5 separate regions of the Mus musculus genome follow, and regions 1, 2, 3 and 4 are each linked to region 5. A link is a contact called in public promoter capture Hi-C data. All regions are on one chromosome and are shown on one strand. The core of a region is the stretch at or near the end of the contact, and the rest is flanking DNA. Distances in the headings are between cores, read along the strand shown.

Evidence for each region. Promoter capture Hi-C pulls out the DNA fragments that hold promoters and counts their contacts.
Region 1: a promoter capture Hi-C map of liver shows a contact between it and region 5, with 2.6 times the contacts expected there. The contact joins the enhancer-like site here to the promoter of Rpl30 in region 5. A contact is called at or near these places in 7 of 39 promoter capture datasets (the 3T3-L1 cell line, hippocampal neurons, liver and 2 more).
Region 2: a promoter capture Hi-C map of hippocampal neurons shows a contact between it and region 5, with 3 times the contacts expected there. The contact joins the enhancer-like site here to the promoter of Rpl30 in region 5. A contact is called at or near these places in 4 of 39 promoter capture datasets (hippocampal neurons, liver and neutrophils), 1 of 115 datasets of contacts at active chromatin or transcription factors (embryonic stem cells) and 1 of 9 other capture datasets (adipose tissue).
Region 3: a promoter capture Hi-C map of 3T3-L1-derived adipocytes shows a contact between it and region 5, with 3 times the contacts expected there. The contact joins the enhancer-like site here to the promoter of Rpl30 in region 5. A contact is called at or near these places in 4 of 39 promoter capture datasets (3T3-L1-derived adipocytes, hippocampal neurons, liver and 1 more) and 1 of 9 other capture datasets (adipose tissue).
Region 4: a promoter capture Hi-C map of pre-B cells shows a contact between it and region 5, with 7 times the contacts expected there. The contact joins the promoter of Cox6c here to the promoter of Rpl30 in region 5. A contact is called at or near these places in 11 of 39 promoter capture datasets (the 3T3-L1 cell line, the C10 cell line, HPC-7-derived erythroid cells and 6 more), 1 of 484 Hi-C or Micro-C datasets (liver) and 2 of 115 datasets of contacts at active chromatin or transcription factors (astrocytes and large pre-B cells).

The regions. Positions count from the first base shown.
Region 1 is chr15:33,014,725-33,017,424 of GRCm38.p6, reverse strand. It overlaps Sdc2 (syndecan 2), which reads right to left. Exons shown (of 5, transcript NM_008304.2): 2 at 212-323. Among named protein-coding and RNA genes, the nearest start is that of Gm32764, 54 kb to the left of the region's middle. Within about 2 kb of position 1,449, at least 47 of the 459 cell types and tissues checked have an H3K27ac peak or open chromatin away from gene starts, as enhancers often do. A contact at or near this core is called in liver, where this site is marked.
Region 2 is chr15:35,913,693-35,916,392 of GRCm38.p6, reverse strand. It overlaps Vps13b (vacuolar protein sorting 13B), which reads right to left. Exons shown (of 62, transcript NM_177151.4): 57 at 1,443-1,619. Among named protein-coding and RNA genes, the nearest start is that of Cox6c, 23 kb to the left of the region's middle. Within about 2 kb of position 1,357, at least 52 of the 459 cell types and tissues checked have an H3K27ac peak or open chromatin away from gene starts, as enhancers often do. A contact at or near this core is called in adipose tissue and hippocampal neurons, where this site is marked.
Region 3 is chr15:35,821,590-35,824,289 of GRCm38.p6, reverse strand. All of the region lies in intron 39 of Vps13b (vacuolar protein sorting 13B), which reads right to left. Among named protein-coding and RNA genes, the nearest start is that of Gm41292, 64 kb to the left of the region's middle. Within about 2 kb of position 1,324, at least 21 of the 459 cell types and tissues checked have an H3K27ac peak or open chromatin away from gene starts, as enhancers often do. A contact at or near this core is called in 3T3-L1-derived adipocytes and adipose tissue, where this site is marked.
Region 4 is chr15:35,936,927-35,939,626 of GRCm38.p6, reverse strand. It overlaps Cox6c (cytochrome c oxidase subunit 6C), which reads left to right and starts at 1,381. Exons shown (of 4, transcript NM_053071.2): 1 at 1,381-1,502; 2 at 2,343-2,472. The coding sequence starts at 2,356.
Region 5 is chr15:34,442,002-34,444,701 of GRCm38.p6, reverse strand. Rpl30 (ribosomal protein L30) reads left to right here and starts at 1,426. Exons shown (of 5, transcript NM_001163485.1): 1 at 1,426-1,517; 2 at 1,625-1,677; 3 at 1,922-2,067. The coding sequence starts at 1,657.

The DNA of each region.
Region 1 (2,700 bases), core at 200-2,699, 1.4 Mb after region 5:
AGTGGTAAATATAGTTATTTATTTCCACTTATAAATAATGAAACTGAGACTCAGCAAAGTTAGGTTCCAAAGTTCTCATAGCTTGAACTGGAATTTGTATCCCCAAACCATGCTCATGACTATGACACATGCTGTGCTTGTAACGGAAGAAGGCACAGCGAAATGTGTGCATGCCGGGGTATAGAGAATGGCATCCAGTAGGCAGCCTTACCTGAGCCTGAGGCAGAAGAATAGTCATCATCATCAATAGGATATACTCCTGAAGCTTCCTCAATGGAGCTATTGTCAAGGTACATATCCTTATCGGATGTCAGCTCTGTTCTCTGAGAAAGGAAAGATAAGCAATTCAGGATGGTCAGATTAAGAAAGGCTCTGCTGTCTCTTGTGAGACTATGCCGGGGCCTAGCAAACACAGAAGTGGATGATCACAGTCAGCTATTGGATGGGTCACACGGCCCCCAATGGAGGAGCCAGAGAAATTACCCAAGGAGCTAAAGGGAACTGCAACCCTATAGGTGGAACAACATTATGAACTAACCAGTACCCCGGAGCTCTTGTCTCTAGCTGCATATGTATCAAAAGATGGCCTAGTCGGCCATCACTGCAAAGAGAGGCCCATTGGACTTGCAAACTTTATATGCCCCAGTACAGGGGAACCCCAGGGCCAAAAAGTGGGAGTGGGTGGGTAGGGGATTGGGGGGGTGGGTATGGGGGACTTTTGGGATAGCATTGAAAATGTAAACGAGGAAAATACCTAATTAAAAAAAAAAGAAAAGAAAGGCTCTGCTTTGTCTACTGTTCACATTTTGCATATGCTGTATTGAAGATCTGTCACTTTGCAGCTGTGTTCTGCATTCTCCTGTCCAGCCACCCTTCTCTCTCTCTCTCTCTCACACACACACACACACACACACAAAACCCCAAGGAAGCTCACGTGGCCTAATCTTATATAATAATGACCGCACTGATATCCAAGTCTGGCATAGGCTTAGCTCATTGCACCCCACTTCACTTACCTGAGTATCTGTTGTTCTAAGTTACTAAACTATCTCAGACATTCATTCTATCACAAATGAGATTACTTAGTGATTAATGTTAAGCTACAGAATGCCTAAATTATTTACGATTTTCTTGGAAACATAAAGCAAGGTATTATGACACTAGGCTAAATAATCACTTAGGGACGTATACACACCAGATACTTAACAGGCGTGGCCATGCGTGGCTTTCTCACTACAGATAAGTGCTCTCCAGTTACTAGGGAAAACCAGAGATCTCTGTACAGACCAGACCCACACTGACATCAGGCAAGGTAATCTGTGTGGAACAGGGCCTGTGGAGCTCATATGCCAATGGTGAAAGTCCATGGCAAGCCTACTTCTCAGGCTTGCTGGCTTAGCAAAGTTTAATGACAAACAGATAAACCCACAAGAGTACTTTTTCTTGTATTACTGGCACTTGGTGACAGCAAGTCATAGGCTTGATGTGGAGCAGGATTGAGTCACCAACTATCCCATTTCCAGAGCCTCTCAGCTTTTCAAGAATTGGCCATGATTAAAATTCAGTCTATGTTTGCCCAAGAAGTAACTTGCATGAATTGCAGACAGAGCAGAAGTGGAATTTTTTTTACAAAAGGATTTAGTAAATTGATATTTTACTACAAGTATCTCAGACTAGCAGTTTTTGGAACAAATGACATTCATTTTAGTCCTATTTTTAACGATCAAATTGGAATGTTTGTCCCTCACGGAATTATATATATAAGAAAAAATTCCCCTTACTATGTTGGTTTCCACTAGATTTCTTCTAAAAATAAAACTCGGTTTCAACAGTCAATATGCGTGAACCTCCCTGGGAAAACTAGCAGGCACACTCTGAAAGCAACACTTTGTCCTCTCAAGTTTCAGGGGCTTGCTGGAGAGGCAGGAGGATATTAAATGTTAGCCCACAATCTCCACTGGCCTTGATGCCAAGGAACAAAGAAGGATGGGAATCACTTTGAGATATCACACTGGGCAATTAAGAGGCCACAGCCCTTAGGGATTTGGGTTCCAGCAGGCTGGTTTGCAGGCATGAGTAACACCCCTCTCACAGCAGCCAAGAATGTTCTGGAGCTGTCCAGACATACAGTTAGATTCATCTGTAATCTGAGACAGTTCTACAAAATACCAGTCTCCAAGCCTCTGATCATTCCATATTTTAATTCTCAAAGCTTGCAAACTGAGTAGGGACTTCTGTATACTCTAGCCTCATACATTCTCTGACCCTATTACATTCTCAGCTCTTTTGTGGGAGAAGGCTGTGCACATAGCCCCCTAACATTCCTGGGATATACATTCATACATATATGAATTCAAACTACTGTAGGTTGAAAAACTGTGTGTGTGTAAATATATAATGGTACTAATGAATCTGAGGTAGGACAATCACACGTTTGAGGGCAGCCTGGGCTACTTAATAAGACCCTGTCACAAAATAATGTGAATATAAATTTTAAAAAATTCGGTACTGAGTGTATACCATAATAAACAACAGCTATCAGCACAACCATTATAAGTAGCCAGGAGATGACTTAAAGTACACAGGAAAAATCTGGGTACGTGGAACTGTTATTTTATATAAAAATGACCTGTCGTTTTAATATAATAAAAAAGAAAGCATTTGTCAGTGTTGGTGTACAAGGCATCTTAGACTCAACAG
Region 2 (2,700 bases), core at 108-2,607, 1.5 Mb before region 5:
AAGTTTTGGTAATCTGGACATTGACTGATAGAAAAGTCAACAAAGGAACCCAGGCAATGATTCTGTTTGGTTTTCCTAAAAAAAGACAACTTCCCATGCTCCAACAGTCCCAACTGCTCCAGCAAGTACATATGGATCTCAGCAGCAAAACCAGAAGACACCAATAGAGAAGAAATGGCAGGTCCCACTTCTGAAGCTATCATTTTTACCTGTGGTCTGAACACATAAGATACCCAGACACACTCAGACAGATGAACACACAGACTTGAACACATAGACACACATACAGACATGAATCACAGACACACACAGATGTATGAACACAGACACACACAGACATATAAACACAGAGACATATGAACACACAACACAGACAGACACACACACAGACACACACACACACAGACAACCCCCCCCCCCCCCGATTTTGCTAAGATGGGAGAACAAATGTAAGAAGCAGTCAGGATGCTAAATAAGCTGAGCTACAGTTTAACAGGTGTTTGCTGTCCTATTGTAAAACACAAACACCAGAACCTCAGAGGACCCATGGCAGGACTGAGAAGCCCACCAGGCACACATCTGTGAGTTTCTAGTCCGCTCCCAGGCCTCCCGGGATCTGGGGCTGGGGGAGGCTCCCTTTCATTGTCCATGGAATTTGTTTTTATTACTCTGGCTGCTCTCTTGCCAACCCCCCACCAGGAGCCCCCACCCTCACTATGGATCATGGAGTCTCATATTTCAAGCCTAAGTCTTCTTTTGAGGTCTTCTAGAGTCTTCAGTAACCTGCCCACTCATAACAGAGTTATGGTATTGTCTACAGTAAAATGCCTTTTATGGGCAAGAAGGCCTTTGCCCTGTTTTCTCTGCCTCCCGCTGAGAAGAAAAGGGGACTCAGATGGCCCTTGTTAGTTCCCTGGTCACTGCCAACCTGACCAAAATATCGAGCAAACACTGGATGAAATGAAAACATTCTCCTGGTGGGAAGCAGTTTAGCCTCCATGCCTGATGACCTGTCTGGACCACAAGATGGCACTGTGGATGTAGGGAGTGGGAGTAAAGCTGGCTTAGCAGTCAGCTTCCCCACTACAATGAGTCCATGTCCTTAGACAGCTATGACAACTGTATCTGCATTTTAGAAACATGATGAGGCAACTGGTGTGGGAGCCCTGCTGCTTAGCAGAGGTCACAAACACTGTCAGTATTTCTATATTTATTGTATAGAATAACAGTGGAGCCAGTTTGTGTTTTCTCAATGAGAACGTTTCTGAAACATTTTTAAACACTACAGGCAAGCAGTGATTTGTTTAAAACATGAGCTTTGCTATCATCCCAGCATTTCACAGCAAGTTAACACAACAGAAGCTGCAGGCTGGGTGAGCAAACTGAACAGCATGAACGCTTGAAACACAAGACAAGGCCCTGCAAGGACCGGCACCCGCTACCTTTGGAAATGTGCTTGACGAATGATGTGGTCCCTCTGGAGACTCCGCTCACGAAGGCTCCTGGGCCTCGGGTCAATCCCTCATATGGAAGCCTGAAGAAGTCCGAGATCCCATTCCCAATGCTTCTCACTAAGCTGGCGGGGCTGCCGAGGATTTCCAGAGACCCCACCACCCAGCCTGCAACACAAAGGGAAGGGGTTATTGAGACCTTGAGTTCAGCACTTTCAACACTCATGAAAAGTGGCCTGCTTTCTCTAAAATTCCCTTTCCACACTAGAACGAAGGGTGTATGACACCCATAAGCTTCTTTGGAGCAAAATATGGGAAATCATATCTGTGAATTCATAAATGGTGAACTTTCATACTTTATAAATCACAGTGTTCCTCTGGCAGCCTTGCAAATGGCTTTAATATGACTTCTGTGCCCAAGCCTCCTGTACTCCTGTAAAGGGAGCCATGTGCAGAGAACACCTCCAGCTCAGTCAGGCACTCTGGGCTGCAGGTGCTCACAGACTGAGATGTTTCTCCCTATCTGTCAGGGCGGCGGCGGCAGCAGCAGCAGCAGCAGCAGCAGCAGCAGCAGCAGCAGCTGCCTGGTGGTGAGAAGCCAGATGCTAAAATAGGGTATTGCAAAAGGGATGCAAGCTTTGACAAGGATGGAGGGTTCTTTTTAATCTTTCACAATCCTATCAAGCTGAGTACTTCTCTTAGAGTGGAGCTAGAGCCAAACAAATGTCTCTCCTTCAACCCTATTGGGCTGTGTAAACATCGGTGACAGGGACACACTGATTAGGTTAGCGAGAGGGAAGTGCTCCCCCACCCATGTCCCAGGAGCGTGGCTTTGGGTCTGCTTTCCTATTTAAATTCAGACTTGCCAGGAGCTGGCCTGCTCCAGTGGCTTGCTCACAGCCTTCTGCCTTTTCCCTTCCGCCTGGGGTGGGGACTGAGGGCTTGTAAGCCCAGAGGACTCCAGGGGCAGGCAAAGACCAGGGGCAGGGAGAGGAGAGATCTGAAAAAGCAACTTCCTTTAGGAATCTTTATGCCAAACTCAGTACTGTGGCCTTTTTATTGGGAAGGCTGTGAGGTAAGGCAAAGGATGGGAACTGTTCCCTCTCTCAATAGCAAGTCTCTGTGACAGAGATCCTCAGTTAAGTCACCAACCGAAGAGGGAGGCCAAGTCCCCAGGTCACTATCAAAGCAGAGAGCTTCCTAAAGTAGAGAGCATAGGACTGGCATAAATGTTGAGCCCTTTTCTGGA
Region 3 (2,700 bases), core at 75-2,574, 1.4 Mb before region 5:
TCTGGTCTCCTCTTTGCCCCGCCCACCAACGACAATCCTGCCTCAAGTGTTCATCGAGGTTCCTCAGAGTACCATTTCTACTGACTGCCTTCACCTCCAGTCTGTGGACATACTTCCTTATCTCTGCATTTCTCAGGAGCTTTTGCTGAAAGCTTGGTATTTTAATATTTTAAATCGTAATAAACAATACCAACTGTGAGAATCTGATCTGGCCCTTCTTCTGTCATTCCCAGTGCATCAGTGCTTGCTGCTAGTTATGAACCAGACTTGTGAGGTTTGCAGTCTGCCAGGATTCGGATGATTTTGTCCTGTAAAGTTTCACATAGGGTAACCTTGGTCCTCAGTATGATGCTATAAAGCTGCTGAATTTTCAAAATCTGGAGCATGGTCCTTAGGTCACTGGAGTGCCTTCAGAAGGATAAGGTTGTTAGGAAAACCTATCCTGGCCTCCACTCTCTCTTGAATTTCTGTATTCAGACTTGAGCTCTTGCCATATCTGAATAAATGCTACTATCATGCTTTTGAGCCTCCAAAACTGTATTCTGAGTAAAAACTGTTATTTCTATAAATGATCTGCCTTTGTTGTTTTGTTTCAATAATGGAAATCTTACTAATACAGTTGTGTAGCCTTTAGAGTCTCGGCTTGGTTAGCTCAGTGGTTACTTCATGATTAAGCAGACATTTCCTGAAAGACTGGGTACCAATAAGCTTCTAGTTGTTTAAGGCACCTTGAACCTTCTTGGTCATACTGTCCATTCCACCTTAGCCTCCACTTCCTTATCCAGAGCCTCATGGATACAGGTTAGAACTTGGGTTTTTATCAAGTCGTTCCTGATTATACACACAGTCCCGAGCATGAGAACAGACCTATGCAAGAGGAAATACAGCACTGAAAACTCCATGGAGCTCTTATTACCCAGGGTTTCTCCTGAGTTTACTGTTTATTCTGCCTTTCACTGATTAAAGTAACTTCAAAATTAACCAATTGTCTCTAGTTGTTTTTGATGTATATCCCCAGGGGTGGGTGGAGCTGCTTTTGTACCAGGAAGTTCCTAGTAACTTTGATAGAGTATCTGTTGTCCAACTCTTACTTTGATAACAACTATTATTTTTGTATAAAAATACAGAAGTGTAGACACTGCATTTATGACAGCATAACAGTGGTGATAAGACCAAATCTTAACAGAGAACACTAGGAAGACAAGAGAAGCAGGTAAGCAATGGCTGAGGAGAGAAAGCAGACAGACAGGCAACAGACTGGAGCTGAGATCTGAGCCCAAGATGACTTTCCCAGTGTTCCAGAGGTGAGGTATTTATAGAAACACGATGAGCACACAGCAGCAGAAATGTTGAAATGTTATTAAGTTAAGACAAGATTTGCTCCTAGGCATATGTAGTCATAAATGTGTTTGGGTTTACTTGTCTTTTTGAAAATAAAGACTAATTCTTACATGCAGTTATTTATAATACAGAAGGAGACATAGTAATCACATAGAATAATGAAAATTGAGCATAGTTTTTAATTGGTAATAAGAATGTATTTTGACCACAAAACGGCTTATTTTGTTTCCACTTCATTGTAAACATCTACCATTCAGTGATATAAAATGTAAATGTTTTTAATGTTTAATGCTCCTGCTTATTTTTTTTACATGTATCTGCCTTTTAGTTTTTTTTTTTTTAAGAATGAAAAGCTTTTTATATATCGTCAGCTAATGGAAGTCACATGGGTATGGATATGGAAACGCACACATACACACACACACACACACACACACACACACCCTTATAATATTGGAAACAGTTGAGAAACCACAAGTATTCAAACGCAGGAAATCATGATTTTATAACATTTTAATATGATCTACTCTTGGGAAACAAGTTAAGCAAACTCTATTTCTGCACAGGAAGCATTCCGGCATGCAGTTGTGCTGCGCTGTGGTGTGGGCACAGCTGTAGTCTTCACCTGTAATGCCCCACTGGTATTGTGGCTTATGCACTGCATCAAGACTCCCTTCCTGTCCGGAAAACCTCTAAGTACAAACAAAACTCTAAGTCCAGATTTTATTTTCCCTTGGTATCAGAATATGGTAATTTAAGAGCCCTGAGAAATACTTTTTAGTGTTTAAAAGGAAATGTGTAACATTCTTTTATTAGAATCTCTGTTTGAGTTGGTTTTTCAGAAAACTTAACATATGACCCGGTTATCTTATCAATTTATCAAGCTACCAGGTTTCAAGCAAATGCAGGTGTATAATATGACATCTTTCAAGATCATATTTTTCCCAAAAGAAGAGTGATACTGATATATTAAAAACTTCTGGGGAAAAAATAACTTAAATGCAGACAACTTTACTAAAATAGTAAAAAAATAAAATTAATGTAAACCCTAAATTCATAATATATTTTAATTTTATCTAAATATTCAAGAACTTCATTCTAAATGGTCTACTGTTCACAGCATATGTTTAAGCTCAACAATGGGCTCATTACTTTCAGTAGAGTAAACACACTTGCCACTTCTTGATAAAGTAGCGATTAACAAATGTGCCTCATCACACACAAAGTGTGTATAGCAATAATAAGCAGATTATAACATGGTTTTGTTACCCTATAGAATATACTTAATTTGTTAGTATTAATGAATTGCTTCCATGACAAGAGAAAATTGGGAACCATGGTCAGGAAAGCCCCCACACT
Region 4 (2,700 bases), core at 132-2,631, 1.5 Mb before region 5:
CTCCTTGTTGCTGGATTAAAATTCCCCTACATTGTATCAGTTCAAAGAACGCTCAGACTGTTCACTGTCATATAAAATCTGCTTGAAGGCTAAAGTTGTATTCTAAGTTTAAATTACTGGGCTTAAGAGATCTATCAATCAAACATGCCTCTAACCTGTAAGCCTCACTTGCCCAAGGGCAGATAATCTCTGGAGTGCTGGGGGCTGTTACTTATGTAAGATAGTGAACTATGGTGTTTTCTCTTCTGTAAACAACCTCACTTGCCCCAACTTTACAGGATAAGCTTGATCACACACAGGTGGAGGTAGGCTGGAGGTTCATAAGGAAATACATTGGGATCTAAGCGTGCCCCTGATTGGACGAAGGTGGGAAGTACTGACCCTTTGGGGGTTGCCTTTATAAGCCTCTGACTGAGTTGTAATGTGGCGATGTATTTTGGGATTCCTAGGTATGCACCTGACAGTGTCCACTGAACTGGCCAATGCTTAATAAAGCTTGTTTTAAATTTGGTTCAAAACTTACAGTAGCCGTTTTCACTATTCTCACCGGGTGGGATTAACCGTAGCCCTGGTACTCTGATCCCGTGAACCTTTCTTTGTAACCATGGGTTCAGTTCAGTGGTTTCACACCTTCAGTTATTCTCCATATAGTGTGATGGTGCATGTGTCACTGCTCAAGCAGGGTTCCTAAGCCCTCTCAAACCCTGCATATATATAAAGTAGGCTTACTCAGCTGACTTAAGTAACACCTGTGAATCTAGTTGATGTCACTGAAGTAAGATAAACGTCCCAAGGCACGAAAAGTCATCTTTAGTCGGCTTTCCAAAAACATCCCTGTTGTTCCCGTTCACACGTTATTTTTTATTAAGAACCCGACACAAATACCCATTACGATTTGTTAAGCAGATCATTGAGTCTGGCAGTGGAGTGGGATCACATCTCTAGTTTGTTCCACAGCATCGGTTCTAAAATTACATGTTAAACTCTGAAATTGGCCTTTCTCGCTCTTTGCCAAAAACCAAGCGTTTATTGTGCCGAGGTAGTTGTAATGAAAATGCTTATTCATGTGGTTTGGGCAATCCTTTGACACAAATGTCATGTCCCCCAAGATATGCCTTTTCTCAAGGTTGGGCATTTAGAAAAAAAAAGCTCTCAGATGATGTAGTGCCTTTATAGAGTATATTATTTTTTCCCCACATGTGAAATATATACGAATTCCTTAATAAGTTCACAACACCGGACAAGATTAATATTTGTAATTTACTGAAGAAACCTTTGTAGGTAGTCAGGACTCGTTTTCAAGGTCCTGTTTAGGGAAAAAAAAAAAAAAAAAAGACATAGTGTAACTGGCATAAATTTCAGCTGTGACCGGCTGGATGCGCGCTTGAATACTTTTGGACTCCTTAGGCCACCGTCGCCGGGTCCTCCATCGACTCTTGCGCATGCGTGCTGCTGGAAGGCTCTCCGTTTCTCCGAGAACCGGGAAGGACGTTGGTGTAGAGGTGAGAATGGTGGAGAGAGAGAGGAGATTCTGGGGTTTGACAACTGCGGGTTTCTCGGCTTCTCGTGGGGGCGGCGAACTAGGATGTCTTGCACGTCACAGCCCAGTGGAGCCTCGGGCCTGCCTTCCTCGTGGGCGCGTTGCCCCCGCCGCGTCCTCAGGAGGCTGCGGGCCTGACCGGCCTGAACTCGGGCGGCCCCGCCATCTCCCCGCGTGCGCTCTTAGGGCTCCGGAGGAGCTCTGCGGAGCCTCAGGGTCTCGCTGGTGGCCGGCCGGGCCCGTTTCCCCTTGTATTTTGCCGCGGCCAGGTTGACCTTGATTGGGTCGTTTGACCTGCGGGGGCTGGTGCTCCAGTTGGATAAGGGGTGCGACCTTGGAGGGGACTCAGGCACCGAGGGGCCCCGGTGGTCGGCCTGGTGTGGGAGTAGAATTGGGAAGCTGGAGGGTCCCCGATCTGTCGCGCCTGCTCCACCGGCCCTCGGGGCGCTTGCTGGGCTCTAGTCCCACAGCTTCAGTGACCTGAGTTCTCCCCGAAGGCTTTTCTTCCTAAGGGTGAATTCTGAAAAGGCAACAGCTAGGTCGCATCTGCCTTTCTGTGGATGGGGGACACTTTTGTCATGGTTTTTGCTCATCGGTTTGTTGCTGGTTACCGCCTTGTTGCGGGTAGTGGAAATGCGTAGGAGAGGAGCGGGCAAAGATGAAGTTGCCAAAGTCATTGACCTTGCAGGAGGGGTTAGGCCGCGATTGTAGATACTAAACTACGTTGTGCATGTAGAGTTCATTCAATCACTTAACCTGTTACAAGCCTTTTTTTTTTCCCCTCCTTGTTTTACTCGCAAAGGACATTGGCTACCATGAGTTCCGGTGCGCTGTTGCCCAAACCACAGATGCGTGGTCTTCTGGCCAAGCGTCTGCGGGTTCATATTGCTGGCGCATTCATTGTGGCCCTGGGAGTTGCCGCTGCCTATAAGGTATGTGCTTTAGGTCACAAGCTGTTCGTTTAAAACATTATTTTTTAAACCTAGTTAAGAGCTGTTTAAAAAAGAAACTCTATCTTCAAGATATTTCCCTCATTTACCTTCCAAAGGCTTCAACGTAACAGAAACCCTATCTTCAAATGAAAATGCGCCACAGTCATTACAGGTTCCCTCTTCCCAGGTATCAAGGTAAAGCTGACAACCAAGAAATCTGATGTTATA
Region 5 (2,700 bases), core at 177-2,676:
CCAAAACAAACAAAAACCAAAAAACCCTAATTTGCAGGCCTGGTTCTATTCATACTTCTGTAATACACTAGCTGTAAAAATGTGAGAATAACACAGTTACTATCTCATAGAGTGTGTGTGTTGGCTAAGTAATATGTTTTAGTTTCCGTTTTTTTTCTTTTTCCAAAAGATCAACTCACAGAGATTGCCAGCTCCGGGTGGGATTATAGGTATAGATCATCTCGACCCGCATGACTCATGGATGTTTTTAAAGTTATTTTAATTAAGGGGAGGCAGGGTTGTTCTTCCCTTTCCTAACCTCCAGGGCAAAGTAACTCACCATACAGCTTACCTACTACCCTGGGTTTCCTTTTTCATGCTTATATAAATTTGGTGGCACAGGTGCTTGTGCAGTTGGGCAGAGGTCACAGGTCAACTTCTGGGTACTTACTCGGTAGTTGTCCACCTTATTTTTCACAAGATCTTTGAGACCTGGAGCTGACAGGTTAGACTAGGTTGGCTGGCTAGCCAGCCTTGGGGAATCTGTTCCACAAATGGAGTTACAAGTGTGCACAACCATGCCAGACTTTTGGGGGCTGGGGATTGACAGAGAGGTTTAGGCATAAAATGCAGGTCCCCACGCTTGCAAGGCAAGCACACTTTACTGACTGAACAATCTCAACAGCCCTGGGTTTTCGTTGGTGCTAGTGCGTAAATAGTAGAGGCTTTCAAGGTTTTTTTTTTTTTTCCTTGAATGCTACATTTATACAACGGCCCAAGTTTCGTAGCAAAATGATTTTTTAAATTATTCGTATTGCGACTATTTCTTTACTTCTGTATACGTATGTGAGCATTCAAGCGCAGGCCAAAGAAAAACCTGCTGGACTTGGCGCTCCCCTCCCACCACGTGGGTTTGGAACTCATTCGTCTACTTAGCGACAAGCGCATTTACCCGTCAGCCACTTCACCAGGTTTTTTTTTTTTTTTTTTCAATTGTGGTCCCTGTGCAAAGTAGGCTCCCAAGTACACGGTATAAAACCGCCGCAAAAGGGGTGTGTGTCCTACGGAGCGGCAAACAGGAAGATCAGCGGCGGGTGGACAGAGATGCCTCCGCTCCTGGTGAGCAGTCACGGGGTAAACCGGCGGCCCGGGGTCCTTCCGGAGCACGCCCAAGACAACGTCAGGCGGAGACCAGCCCAGGAGAGGCCAGGTCGCTGCCGCCTCGCCACGGAGCCCTGGGCCTCGTCGTCAGCTCCCATCGAGCTCCGGCTCTCCGCGGTGTCAGCCCGCTGCAGCAGAACAAACGCCCAGAACCGAAGGCCGGAGCCCAGACGCCGCAGCAGCCCAGCCTGCGTTGTAACCCGGTCCCCATAGCAACCAACTACCGCAGACTACTCTCGCAAGCGCTGTTCTGCTTGTGACCCGGACCGGCTTCTCTTCCGCTTCCGGTCCCACAATCCTCTGTCGGCCTAGAAGAGCTTTGCATTGTGGGAGCTCCTTCCTTTCTCGCTCCCCGGCCATCTTGGCGGCTGGTGTTGGTGAGTGAGCTCTGCGGGGTAAACGATTAGGCGGCTCGGGGAGCTCCGCTAGCTGGTGTTTGACGCTCTGGATTATAATCCTCTCTTCTGTCCTCTGTGTATGCTAGGTTGGGGGTTGTCCCGCACCTAAGGCAGGAAGATGGTGGCCGCAAAGAAGACGGTGAGTGAAGCCGATCGGGCCCGGAAGCCGGTTCACGTGGAGAGCTGGGTCGGGCCGGGGCGGATAGATTTGAGCACACTGGGTGGACGACTTGTCGCTGACGTTTCAGGGTCTCAAAGTGAATCCGAGAGGCTCTTTGTATGGTCTCAGACATCATGAAAGGGTTCAGTTCCAGAAATCTGGAACTGAGTTTGGTTTTAGATGACTGCAAGTGGTGTTCAAGTCTCAAACGTTTGCATTGTAGAAAAAGTCTCTGGAGTCGATCAACTCTAGGCTCCAACTTGTTATGAAAAGTGGGAAGTACGTGCTGGGCTACAAGCAGACTCTGAAGATGATCAGACAAGGCAAAGCGAAGTTGGTTATCCTTGCCAACAACTGTCCAGCTTTGAGGTAATGGAGGGAACCTGGATGTGTGCAGCCTATTGTAAATTCACTGTGCAGTATCCAGCATTGGGAAGAAGAATAATGATGGTTGCTTTCTGATGTTTGGACCTTGCTTTGTGTGTGTTTTTTGTAAATGTACCTTTGAGGCACGTTGTGTGACAGGAGGTATACAAATGATACACGCAGACTGGGGGAAGCCCGATCCCGAATTTTTCAAGGTTTGAAGTGTTAACACTCCGCTTCATGTGCCTGTTTTAGTTTAGAAAAATTCTGGCTGGATTATGGAGGTGATGGTATCATGAAATCACCTATTTGGCAGGGTCCAATTTTCTGAACACGTTCATTCTTGATTAACTATTTTAACTCGAACCTAACAAGTATTTTAAGTAAGCTGAAGAAGCTTGTGTAGTATACGCTCCTTGATTTTTCTATGGCAATTGTACACCTCTTCAGCCTTTTATGTAGGTGTCTATACTTAGTGGCAGAGTTTGGAATGTTTGGTCTTATTTTAAACCTTTGCCAGTCGATTCATAGTGGCAGCGTAGACATTCATTACTAAATTACAAGCTCAGACTCAGTGGGTCCAGGCTGGAGCTTCAAGTTCATTTCTCATAAGCACTTTGGAGCACTGTTGGTATG